2 separate regions of the Sus scrofa genome follow, and region 2 is linked to region 1. The links are chromatin contacts, called in public Hi-C maps. All regions are on one chromosome and are shown on one strand. The core of a region is the stretch at or near the end of the contact, and the rest is flanking DNA. Distances in the headings are between cores, read along the strand shown. Region 1 holds the start of ST7L (suppressor of tumorigenicity 7 protein-like). Region 2 holds the start of DDX20 (probable ATP-dependent RNA helicase DDX20).

Region 1 (5,951 bases), core at 657-3,156:
CCCTTCTCATCCCAATCTCTCTTATTAAAAAAGGAAAGAGGCCAGATACATTTACAGAGCATTCAAGAGTGCACATTTTGTAAAAGCCACTGCGTGAAACAAGACATAATTCTTGTCCTGTTATGTAGTGAAATTACTGTAATTTCCAGAGGTTCTAAAATCTTTAACATAGTTACTAAAAGGCCTGACAAACTGTTAAGGTGTGCAGCTGTCAGGAAAAAAGTTATTCCACCTAAGGTAGAATATTCTCTTGTATTTAAGACACTTTTTAATAAGTAAGTGCACAAATTGCACACTCTCAAGTTCAACTATAATCAAAGACACCACAGTGGAGCATCAAAGAAGATGCTTTGTCCAGACTTGAATGTGTTAACATGAGTAGTATGTTCTACATAAAACCTTTGAGTTAAAGGGAAAAATCCGTTGGCTGTTCTTGATTTGTTAACAAAAAAATTTGAAAATTATTTTTCAGAAAATATCGTTAAGAGGATGTAAGAAGCAAGGGATGGAATCACGGGCGGGGGGGAAGCGTATACATACAATCCAGGGAGTGTCTACAGGGAAGTTCAAATTCTGAAGCAAATGTTCTGAGGCTCACACATTTATTACTGCCTATTAGTTCAGCCCATAGTATGTGGGAAGAGAGGTGTGTGTGGATAGTCAGCCAACATTTTAGGGACCTCTCCCAGTCGAGGAATCGTGACAGCAAAATCACTTCCTGAGGAAGGAGGAGTAAAGGGGAAGTTAAGAGGCCACCCCGACCAGGAAGTGACTCGCCCTAAACTAGCCCCAATCATACCTTAAAATGGGGGGATGGGGTGAGCCCCAACAGCTCAAGGCGGTAAAATAACTGCCTATGTCGCGACCATTGTCGCCCCCTCTCTATAATTACAAAAAAAAAAAAAAAAAAAGAGCCCATGGTCACGGTTCAATAACGGAGTCTCTTCTCTCGCAGGAAGGCCACTGGGCTGTGCCTCAGGCCCGGAGGAAAAGAGACTTGAGGAATGGGGAACTGGGGCCACCGTGAGGCAGAGGAAAGCCCCTCAAGAAGGAAGCGTCCCGACTGCGGAGAGCATATGCCAGCACAGGCCGAGAGGCTTCTTTCTCCTGGGGGCACAGCCAGGGTTCCCACGTCAGCCAGGTCGGGGCGCGGTTCCCTGTCGCGGGAGCAGGTGAGAGAAAGGCGGACCCCTTACCTTCTCCTCATCCGACACCCGATCCTCGAAGTCGGCCATCTTGGGCTGCTCTGGCTGAGCCGGGGCCTGGCGCGAGGCAGGCCGGGAAGGAAGCCGAGTGATGGAATCACAGCGAAAGCCGTCGGAAGGACCCGCCCGGAAACGCTGACCGCGAGGGCGCCATGTCAGTTACGGGCGGGGGGATGGCTTTGGCGCCGGGACTCCAGTAAGTCGGCTTGCCTAAAATAACTTTAAGTCTAGTATCTTTCGCACTGAGTTGCATTCATTTCCCCATTCATCTGTGGGACGCTAGGTGCGTGTTTCGACTGGTATTGGCGCCCACGCTCCAGCTGACCAAACGGCAGTTGCTGCTCCGGTAGATTTTCCCAGTACCAAAGCTATCCATGCAGCCGAGTCCAAAGGGCTGAGTACTGCTCGGACTCTGAAACGGTCGGTGGCTTTTCAACCCCAGGGATGGGGTGAATCGTGACTCACTCGTATGGAGGCAAAACACTTCACTTCGGGGTCACATCTCCGTCCAATAGCTGCCGCTATCCGGCCCTTCCCGCCCTCGGAAGGAATAGGTAGCCCTATTTTGGAACACTCCTCCACCTTCCAAATCTTCTCGGTCCTGGCTCCCTGGGGCTCTCAGCCTTCACGGAGGCCAACTTCAGGTCCTCCACTATCCCAGGATTCCCGACTCCCGGTTTCCTGCCCTTCTAACCCTCCCAACTCGCGGCGCCTGCGAGAGCGGCAAGATGGCGGACGGTGACGGCGTAGGTGAAGCAGCAACTGCTGCGGCATCTCCTCCAGCACCTGCTCCCGGCCTGAGCCCTTCGCTGGGCTGGAGGGAGCGGCTACGCGCCGGCCTGGCGGGCACTGGGGCCTCGCTGTGGTTCGTGGCGGGGCTGGGGCTGCTTTACGCTCTAAGGGTCCCGCTGAGGCTGTGTGAGAATTTGGCAGCGGGTGAGAGGCCCAGAGCTCCCCGAGGGCGGGAAGGGGGCCAGGAGAGGTGCGGGGGGCGAGGACCAAAGGGCAGAGATTCTCAATAGTTTTTGGAGGGCTTCGTAGAATGAGCCGGTGAGCGAGTGGGTTCTTTTTCTCTTGGGTCTCCGCTTCGCAGCTGATTGTCAAACCTGAGCTGCAGCTACCGGCTCCTCCCTAGAGCTCTTGAAGTTCCGCCCTCTCTCGTCAGTTGTTCACCCGAGCAAAAACGCACCTGAAAAACTGTAAGCTTCAGGTGGTAGGACAGATGAGAGCGTTTTCAGACTTGGATGCAGAATTTATAAACACCCATCACTGGTAGGATGCCTTGAAAAAAGTTCCTTTAATTCTCCTGCCGCTCAACTGAGAATCCATATACCCAGACAACAAAAATCTAAAAGAAAGAAAACACCACGATCCTAGCCAACCATTCTCATGTTTTAAAATAGTTTTGTCAAGAAATTGTTTTCGTGCTGTTTTTGTCCGTTCTGTTTTAGGCTTTATCTTGAGTAATAGAATAGAATAGTACAGGAAGTCAAAAGAAAAAGAGCCACAAACAGCAGTGGGTTCTTAGTTCTTTCGACATTTGTGGTGCCGACAGAAGACGTGTAAGAGGTGATGATCGCTTGGATTCTGCAAATATTATTCTTTAGCTGTAGCCAGGAAAAGTGGATGGGAGCCAGGGCCTTTTTTTATGTCATTACAAGTTGGCAACCTCAGATTAAGATGGAAGTATTTCTGTTTTGTGAGGATTGTGACTGACAGCACCGTAGTTTATTTTTCTGTAGCAAGAGAAGGCAAATGTCTCCTTTTCAATCGAAAGACTGTGAGATAATGTTCTGAAATATTTCGGATTTTTTAAGAAATAGTATGGAAATTCAGATACAACTAACACTAAAACATAATAAATTGGCCTTCTTAGAATGAAAAAGCTAATTTGATGTTTCTGTTACAGGTTAATGAAGTTTTGTGGTTTGTACACTCAGTGAAAAGTTCCTTATTGAGTATATCGGTTTTATTTTATTTTATTTTATCTTATTTTACATATTAACTAGATACACCATTTAGATGAGAGTCAATGACTTTATAGATTTCTATTTATTTCTAAAACCCAAAGTGTTTATGAGATAGTTATTTGAAGTGAAGAATCTGGTCCAGGTTTTCAGTGAATCAGGTCTGGGAGCTCCTTAGTTTGTTGCTATTCTCTTTAGGCTCTTTTGCTTCTCTAGCTGACATACCAAATACACTGTTTCCTTCCCTCTAATTTGAAACACTGGTTTGTATTTAACCAAGATAATTAGGGAGTAGTTTTAAACCTTTGTAACAGGATGTTGGTTTAGCTTATCCTCATGGAATTGCAAAGGTTCTTGTGTAAATTATGATTTGTATATTCTTGGTTTTATTCTCAAAAGCAAGGTAAATTATCTAATTTGCTTATTTAACAAATCAGCTTATTTAACAGTCAGTGTAAAATCCTATCCTTACATATGTGAAGGCAAGTTGAAGATATGATACAGTGAGAATTTAAAGTAGTTTTTAAAAAATTACAACTTTCTCAAATCTCATACTAGATATTAATAATACTCTTCTTCCTCCACGCAAAGACACCCACATATTTGTAACTTGAGTACGTCGTACTTTTTTAAACTTTAATTTTTTTTTTTTTCTTTTTGGCAGTGACAGTCTTTTTAAATTCATTGACACCCAAATTCTATGTGGCACTTACAGGGACATCTTCTTTGATATCAGGGCTAATATTTGTAAGTAGTTTTCATTTCCTTTGGTATTTATCTAAAAGTCAAATCTCTTCATATGTTTATTATAATAATTATAAATACTTATAAATCAGCATTCTCAAAGTGTGTAAAAACTTTCCTTTCTTTTTTTTTTTTTTTTTTTTTTTTGGTCTTTTTGCGTTTTCTAGGGCCACTCCCGCGGCATATCGAGGTTCCCAGGCTAGAGGTCTAATCAGAACTGTAGCCGATGGCCTATGCCACAGCCCCAGCAACGCAGATCTGAGCCATGTCTTCAGCCTACACCACAGCTCACGGCAACACCGGATCTTTAACCCACTGAGCAAGGCCAGGGATCAAACCCACAACCTCATGGTTCCTAGTTGGATTCGTTAACCACTGAGCTACCACGGGAACTCCAGTGTGAAAACATTTGAAAAACACTACAACTTCCTCTCCACTTTTGGAGATTGGCAGTATTAATTTGCATACAAAAGACTATTATATGTTGTGGAGGGTAGTGGGAGGTGGGTTATGAACTAAATACTTGTAGGCTCAGTTTGGTAGAAAAAATGGGCAGAGTATAAAAATTAAATTTTTTATTTAGTTTGAAGACTTATAATCTGGACAGTGCATGCTCCTTCTAGAAAAGTCTAAAGCTAATTGTTCCCATGCAAACTTGCACACCAGTATTACCAGATCTTCTAATTTTTCAAATGATATTTGAGAGAAACTGGATATATTGGAGTTTCCACTGTGGTGCAGTGGGTTAATCTGGCTTGTCTCTGTGGAGGCACCAGTTCAATCCCCAGGCCTGTGCAGTGGGTTAAGGATCCAGCATTGCTGCAGCTGTGGTGTAGGTCCCAGCTCTGGCTTGGATTCAGTCCTTGGCCCAGGGAAAGCCAAAAAAAAAAAAAAAAAAGAGAGAGAACCTGGCTATAAAGTTTTTACATTAAAAACTTCCAATATTTTAATGATGGCAAGATTGGACAAACAAAATTTATCTGTGTCTTGAATTCAGCCCTTTGGAAAAATACTGCTACAGATAAAAATCATAGAAAGTATTAATTATGGCATGCATGGCCAATGAAATTTTTCTGTATTCTTTTTTCTTATCTCTAGGTGGTGCTCTGTAACTATAGTACAAATGTAGAAATAATAGCATTTGGTTTTTTGATTTGTTTGTTTTTTATTTTGTTTTTTTAAATAAGGATGGAAACTTAACCATTTTGTTAGATGAGAGATTTTTCTCTTGACTTAAAAAATTACTGAGGAATTTAGGGGTAAAACTCTTATTATAAATCCTCAAAATCTATAGATTGATAAAGCCTCCTCATAATTTATCCTATTTTGCCAGTAGCATATAAAAATCTAAATAAAGAAGATAGACTATCTTTAAACAGCTAATGTAGTGGAAAAAACATTAAGCTAGGAACCAGATGATGTAGTTTTGACTCTACCACTTACTACCTGATAACTTTGAGCAAGTCACATGAATTCTGAGTCTTAATTTCCTCACTGATGAGGGTGAAAATGTTATATATTATGTATATAATACATAACTTACATATATAATAGGTAAAACAGCTTTTAAAATTTGCTATTAGTTTTTTGGAGTTTCCGTCATGGTGCAGTGGTTAACAAATCCGACTAGGAACCATGAGGTTGCGGGTTTGATCCCTGGCCTTGCTCAGTGGGTTAACGATCCGGCGTTGTTGTGAGCTGTAGTGTAGGTCGCAGACACAGCTCAGATCCCACGTTGCTGTGGCTCTGGTGTAGGCTGGTGGCTACAGCTCCAATTCGACCCCTGGCCTGGGAACTCATATGCCGAGGCAGCAGCCCTAGAAAAAGCAAAAAGACAAAAAAAAAATTGTTATTAGTTTTTTTAATCCAGTTTTAAATTTACAAAAATTAGGAAATTCAAGTAACATTTTAAAGATTAAATTGTCATTACCCTTGAAATATTACTAAGTTTTTATTAGCGAAATTTTATTATTTATTAATTTATAATTTATTTTACTACCTGAAATGAGGAAGCTAGTTGTGCTGCTTGTGTTAT
Region 2 (5,711 bases), core at 2,045-4,544, 810 kb after region 1:
AAGGGAAACTAGTCCATTCATTCATTCATGTACTCGTTTGATATATATCAGATAGAACCTCCTATGCCTGAGGCAACATACATGTTGCTGTGGAGTCAACAGTTAATACAAAGTCCTTGTTCTCACGGCGCTTTCATTCTTGAATGAAAGACATACACTAAACAAACATATAAATAACAGCTGATAATGTAAAGTGCTATGAAGAAAATAAAATAGGGAAAAGAGAAAGACAAAGGAAGGGAAGAAGGCATTTTAAATGGGGCAGTGAAGGAAGGCCCCTCTAAAGAGAGAACTTCTGAGCAGAGACCTAAATGTACCCATAGAGCTAGCTAGCTTGGGACACCCAGGGAATTATTTTCAGGAAGAGGAAACAGCAAATGCCAAGGCTTTAACATGGTAGGGTTCTTGGTGTTTTGGGGACCAGCAAGGAGGCCCATGTGGCTGAACCAAATCAGGGTCAGAGATCTAGCTCCAGAGGCTCGGTCATGAAAGGCCTTGAGAGCCGTGGTGAAAACTGTGCAATACAACGACTGTAAGAAAAGAAGGTGAAATTACATGTTCTCAACTATGAGAAGGAAAAAACCGCTTAAAAAGACTAGAAGAAAATACGCCAAACTGTGAATAGCAGTTTCTCTCTGGGTGAGATTATATTTTGGTTTGGGTACTTCTCCTTTTTCAGAATTTTCCCAATTTTCAAAAATGAATATGCATGACTTTGATACCACAAAGATCTTAAGTTAATAAAAAATCTTACTTATGGAACTCATTCAGAGCTTAGGCATTTGACCTGCTGGCAAATTGTCAGAAGCCAAAATCTCAACTACTTCTATCTCAAGTCATGAGACTAGCGGAGGTCCTTGGGAAGTGGGACTATGTGCAGCATCACTCAGGATTGGGCAGAGAGATGGTAGGACTCAAAAAGCCTTACAGGGAGTTCCCATCGTGGCGCAGTGGTTAACGAATCCGACTAGGAACCATGAGGTTGCGGGTTCGGTCCCTGCCCTTGCTCAGTGGGTTAACGATCCGGCGTTGCCGTGAGCTGTGGTGTAGGTTGCAGACACGGCTTGGATCCAGTGTTGCTGCGGCTCTGGTGTAGGCCGGCAGCTACAGCTCCGATTCGACCCCTAGCCTGGGAACCTCCATATGCCGTGGGAGCGGCCCAATAAATAGCAAAAAGACAAAAAAAAAAAAAAAAAAAAGCTTTACAGAAGATGAATATGGGTATCTGGGTTAAAAAACACTGCTGAAGAATCACCATCAGATTTACATGACTGAGAACTTGAAATACAGTCTGTCGTAACTGCATAATCACACGGTAAGAGTATAAGGATCCTAACTGATTCATCTTCGTATCCCCAGTGCCTGGCATACTGTTTATACATAACAGGGGCTCAACAAATCTTTGGAGAGAAATGATCCCCAAATCCAATCCCTGTTAATTTAGGTAAGGCTCTCTTAGATCTACTCAGAAAGAACCCAGAAGAAGGGAGATCAATATGATGCATTCACTGGAAGAACCACCCGCAATTATCAGCACCTCATTACCATGAATCAGGCCAAATGCTAAACCTCACTACAACCCAGGAGCAAATAAAAGAACAAAGACTCCTTATCTGTAGTTTCAAGTAATGACAAAACTGACACACTTGGCAGATTTATTTTATTTAACAGGAGTAATGACAGAAATGTCCAAGTTTCTGTAACACAATATAATGTATAATATATAATAACATAATGTATAATGGTCACCATTCGCACCACCACCACTCAACAGCCTCAATGCCTACTTTCCATATGTCTTAACGCAGTCATTCACCAAATTTACTTCTACCTCTGATGAGTTACTGGTATTTCATCTGCCCTGTAGTAAAATCCACATAACATACCCTCCTTTGGGTCCTCTGAGCTAAACTCACCTGGGTGCTTAAGTTTTCAAGGACAAGAGAGTCCAAAGCAATGGTGGAAAATACACAGGTTTTCCCAGTGCCAGACTTAGCTTGAACAATTAAATCTGAGGAGGAAAAAAAAAATTATCACTAGCTAGGACAGACGGAAGATGAGGTACCAACATGAAATCCCAGAACTAGAACGGTCTCCAGGAATCACCTAACGTTAGCACCTTCGTTTTAAGTTAACTCTTAAAAAAAGGTATGAGGCCATATCCAGACACATGCTTCCTCTCTGGACCTCTATCATTTATTTCTTTTATTTTTTTTCTTCTGGCCTAGAAAGCAGGAATTTATGTCCTCAAAGTTTTGGAGGCTAGAAGTATGAAAACAGCGGGGCCACTTTCCCTCCAAAAGTTCACTGGTTCAATCCTTCCTTGTGTCTTCCAGCTTTTGATGCCTCCAGACATTTTTTGGTTTGGAGCGCATTAACTCCGATCTCCGCCTCCATTTCACATGGCTCTCTTCTCCGTCTCCCTTCTCTTCTAAGGACTCTTGTCATTGCATTTATGGCCTACTCTAATCCAGGATGAGATCCTTACTACCGTTTATCCTCTCAAGCCTAGACCCACTGGTCGGTGTGCAATGGACCTTAATCACCTTCAAATTCAGGACTGAGCCTCCGTTTGACAGAGGCAGAAACTGAGGCTCGCGAGCGTGGGGCGTCCCCCGCCCTCGCCGCGGGCCCAGCCGCCGCTGCCCCCCTTCCTCCCTCCCGCCCTCCAGGGCCCCCGCCCTCACCGAGTCCGCAGCGCCCTAGAGGGATGGCCTTGAGCTGCACGGGCGACGGTCGCTCGAATCCGGCCGCCCGCAGCCCCTCCAGCACCGGCCGGGACAGCAGCAGCGACTCGAAGTCCGCCGGCTCTGCCAACAGCACGTCCCCGGTGCGGGTCCGCGGGCCGCCGACGTCGTGAGCCGTCCGAAGGCTCCGCACGGGCAGGGAGGCTGGCTCTGAGGCCGAGAACTGCCCGGCCACCTGCTCCGCGGGCATCGCAGGTTCCGCGGGCATCGCAGGCTCCACGGTCGCTAAGGCCGCTGGGGCTTCCGTCGTCGCCGCCGCCATGGGAGCCGCGCCGCCGGATCTCGCGGTATTTGGGGGCGAGGCGAGGCGCCTGAGAGCGAGAAGAGGAAAAACTTTATTGGCAGTCTTCCCGCGAAGACACAGACAGGCGGGCCTCGAAGAGGAGGGGCAAGGGACGGAAGTCGGAGGCTTAGAAAGACTCGGAAACAGCAGCTACAAGGAAAAACTGTGGCCTGAGGAAGGCGGGAAAAGGGAGGAGAGGGAGACTGAGGCTACCTGTGTGACGCCGCCGCCTGCGGCCTGCAGAGGGCGCCGCGCGCTCACGGTGGGAGCGCCGCCCCGCCCCCCCAGCCCTCTGTGGGCGGGTCCTCCCAGCCGTGCACCGCCCCGTCGCCAGCCTCACAATGCTGCCTTTTGTGATGCGCCCAGTGCGTCACGGTCCCGCCCCCGGACCTCGGCTCCGCCGTCCATTCCTCCCGATCCCCATCCCTGGCCCGCCCCAACTTGCAGCCTCCTCACGTGCCGCTGTACTCATCTCTGCCCCAGCCCCTGGCACACAGTGAGGTCTGATCGAAGTAAATTAAATTGTGCTGACAACTTCCAAATCCATATCTCCACCTTAGGCCTCTCTCAACTCCAGACCTGTTACATCCACCTCCTTCTCAACACCTCCATTCGATGTCTGATAGCTCAGATTTAGCGTTTTCTGTGTGTAGCTTCTGTCCTTTCCCCACCGGCATCTCATGGATGACAACAGTCTTTACCTAAGTCTGCTCAGATGTCACCTTGTCAAAGAGGACTTTTCCTAAACACCCTGAGATAGCTCCCCCATCCCGGCGGCTCCCTGGCGTTTCCCCCTACTCTCTGATCCCTTCTGCTTTATTTTTCTTCATGGTACTTAGCATTAGCTGAAGTCATTTGTGTTTATTGTCTGTCTCCCCCACTGTATGAGGGCAGGGACCTATTCTCTCTTGTTCTCTGCAGTATCTCTCATCAGAAAAAACCAGTCCGACATGGTGCTCGATATTTACTGAATAAACGAGCTCCGATAACAAAGTCCTCCAAGTGTAAGGATTTCTGGAACCAAACCTTTTCACAGTTCCAAATCTAAAGTTATTCTGCACCGAACCCTAACTTTTTCCTTTGTCCTTATACCATAATTCTGGTCATTCTCTCTCACTGGTCTCATTCTTCCCTTCTCCGAGACACACACACACACACACACTCAATTCAGATTCCAAAGGGTGTAGGAGGGACTTTGGCATGGCAATCCATTGGAAAGGGGTCTTCAGGATGCATTTTTTCTTAGAAATTTACAGAACATTGAGAAAATGTCAGCTGTTCATATGAAAGAAGGAGGGCTGTTGGGAGTGGGCTTTCCACACTTTCTCTTAGTAAGTACCCCACTTTCCTCATCTACCTAATCCCCAAATCCCAAACCTGGGACTTGCTCTATATTCCACCCTCCACTATCCCTTTCCCCTAACAATTACGCGAGGGCTGGTAATTTTGCCTCCAAGTATTTCATCCATTTCTTTTCTCCAGTCTCCATAGCATCTGTTCTATTCTTAGGTCCCTTCATCATGGTAACTGTTGCAACAACCTCCTGAATAATTCCCCCCCCCCCAGGCAGGGTTTCTTCTCTCCCAGCCACCCACCCACAGGTGCTGGAGTGATCTTTCTTCAGTGGATATCTTAGGTTGCTTGGGTCCAGCTTCAGATCCTGTTCCTTCTGACAGCCTTTTTTTAGTTCCAGGCTCCCACTTCTCACAATAAATGATTCCAGCCCAGCTCTTACTTTGTTCTGTTTACTTCTTTATTTATTTATTTATTTATTTATTTGTCTTTTGTTTACTTCTTTAAATCTCCATCCTTCTCACTAAGCTACGAGTTTCAAAAGGATGGAAATTTCATTGCCCTATGCCCTCCAGCCCAGTACCAGGCCCTTGGTGGACCTAATCAACTTTGAAGAGTGGACCTTTTCTTGCTCAAACTGATTTTTATGGAGCCGGATTTTCATGCTCCCAGCAATAGTTCTGTAGAACTCATACCAATCACCCATGAAAAAGCCAGCTCTCATCCCAAGAGAAAAACCCTACTTTCCCAGAGAAGAACACTTATAGTTTTATAGACATTGTGTTATTGCTTTTGTTGTTTACAGTTTTATGGACACGAATATTGCAGTAATGTTACTAGGGATGAATTCTATTGCCGTAACTAAAAACACAAATTAATGAAATTTTTCCTCAGTGGTTAAAAATTATAATCATGTTGTTGGTCATAATTTTTAGTGCTGTAAAGTTAAAACATAAAGGTTTTATAGACCATTTAAGAACCAGGTAAAGCATGAGAGTAACAGACACAGAAACCTGTTGGACTGTTGTCTGCCTCCCGGCCTCCCTCAGGATAAAATCACAATGGGACCCCAGCCTCTTTTTCTGCTGTTCTGTCCACCTGGAAACAAGAAGAGGGAAAGCTTCTATGAACTGAAGAAGCCAGAGTAAAACAGAGACTCAGAATGGATTTTCAGGTTCAAGTGGTCCTAAGCAATCATTTCACAATGGAGGTTTCTGCAGCCGAAAGGAAGGAACATAATGTAAATAAAAACACAGACAGGGGAGCTCCTATCGTGGCTCAGCAGGTTACCAACCAGACTAGTATCCAAGAGAATGCAGGTTCAATCCCTGGCCTCGCTCAGTGGGTTGGGCATCTGGTATTCCTGCAAGCTACAGCATAGGTCAAAG

What was found. A called contact is a pair of places that touch in the nucleus more often than the background predicts.
Region 2: a contact with region 1 is called in a Hi-C map of embryonic fibroblasts, with 2.0 times the contacts expected there. The contact joins the promoter of DDX20 here to the promoter of ST7L in region 1. A contact is called at or near these places in 1 of 47 Hi-C or Micro-C datasets (embryonic fibroblasts) and 1 of 2 datasets of contacts at active chromatin or transcription factors (alveolar macrophages).

Annotation. Positions count from the first base shown.
Region 1 is chr4:107,820,572-107,826,522 of Sscrofa11.1, forward strand. ST7L (suppressor of tumorigenicity 7 protein-like) reads left to right here and starts at 1,907. Exons shown (of 17, transcript XM_013988151.2): 1 at 1,907-2,141; 2 at 3,837-3,919. The coding sequence starts at 1,934. CAPZA1 (F-actin capping protein subunit alpha 1) reads right to left here and starts at 1,235. Exons shown (of 10, transcript NM_001097454.1): 1 at 1,197-1,235. The coding sequence starts at 1,235.
Region 2 is chr4:108,633,088-108,638,798 of Sscrofa11.1, forward strand. It overlaps DDX20 (probable ATP-dependent RNA helicase DDX20), which reads right to left and starts at 3,295. Exons shown (of 12, transcript XM_001928544.4): 1 at 3,244-3,295; 2 at 2,688-3,058; 3 at 1,917-2,011. The coding sequence starts at 3,009.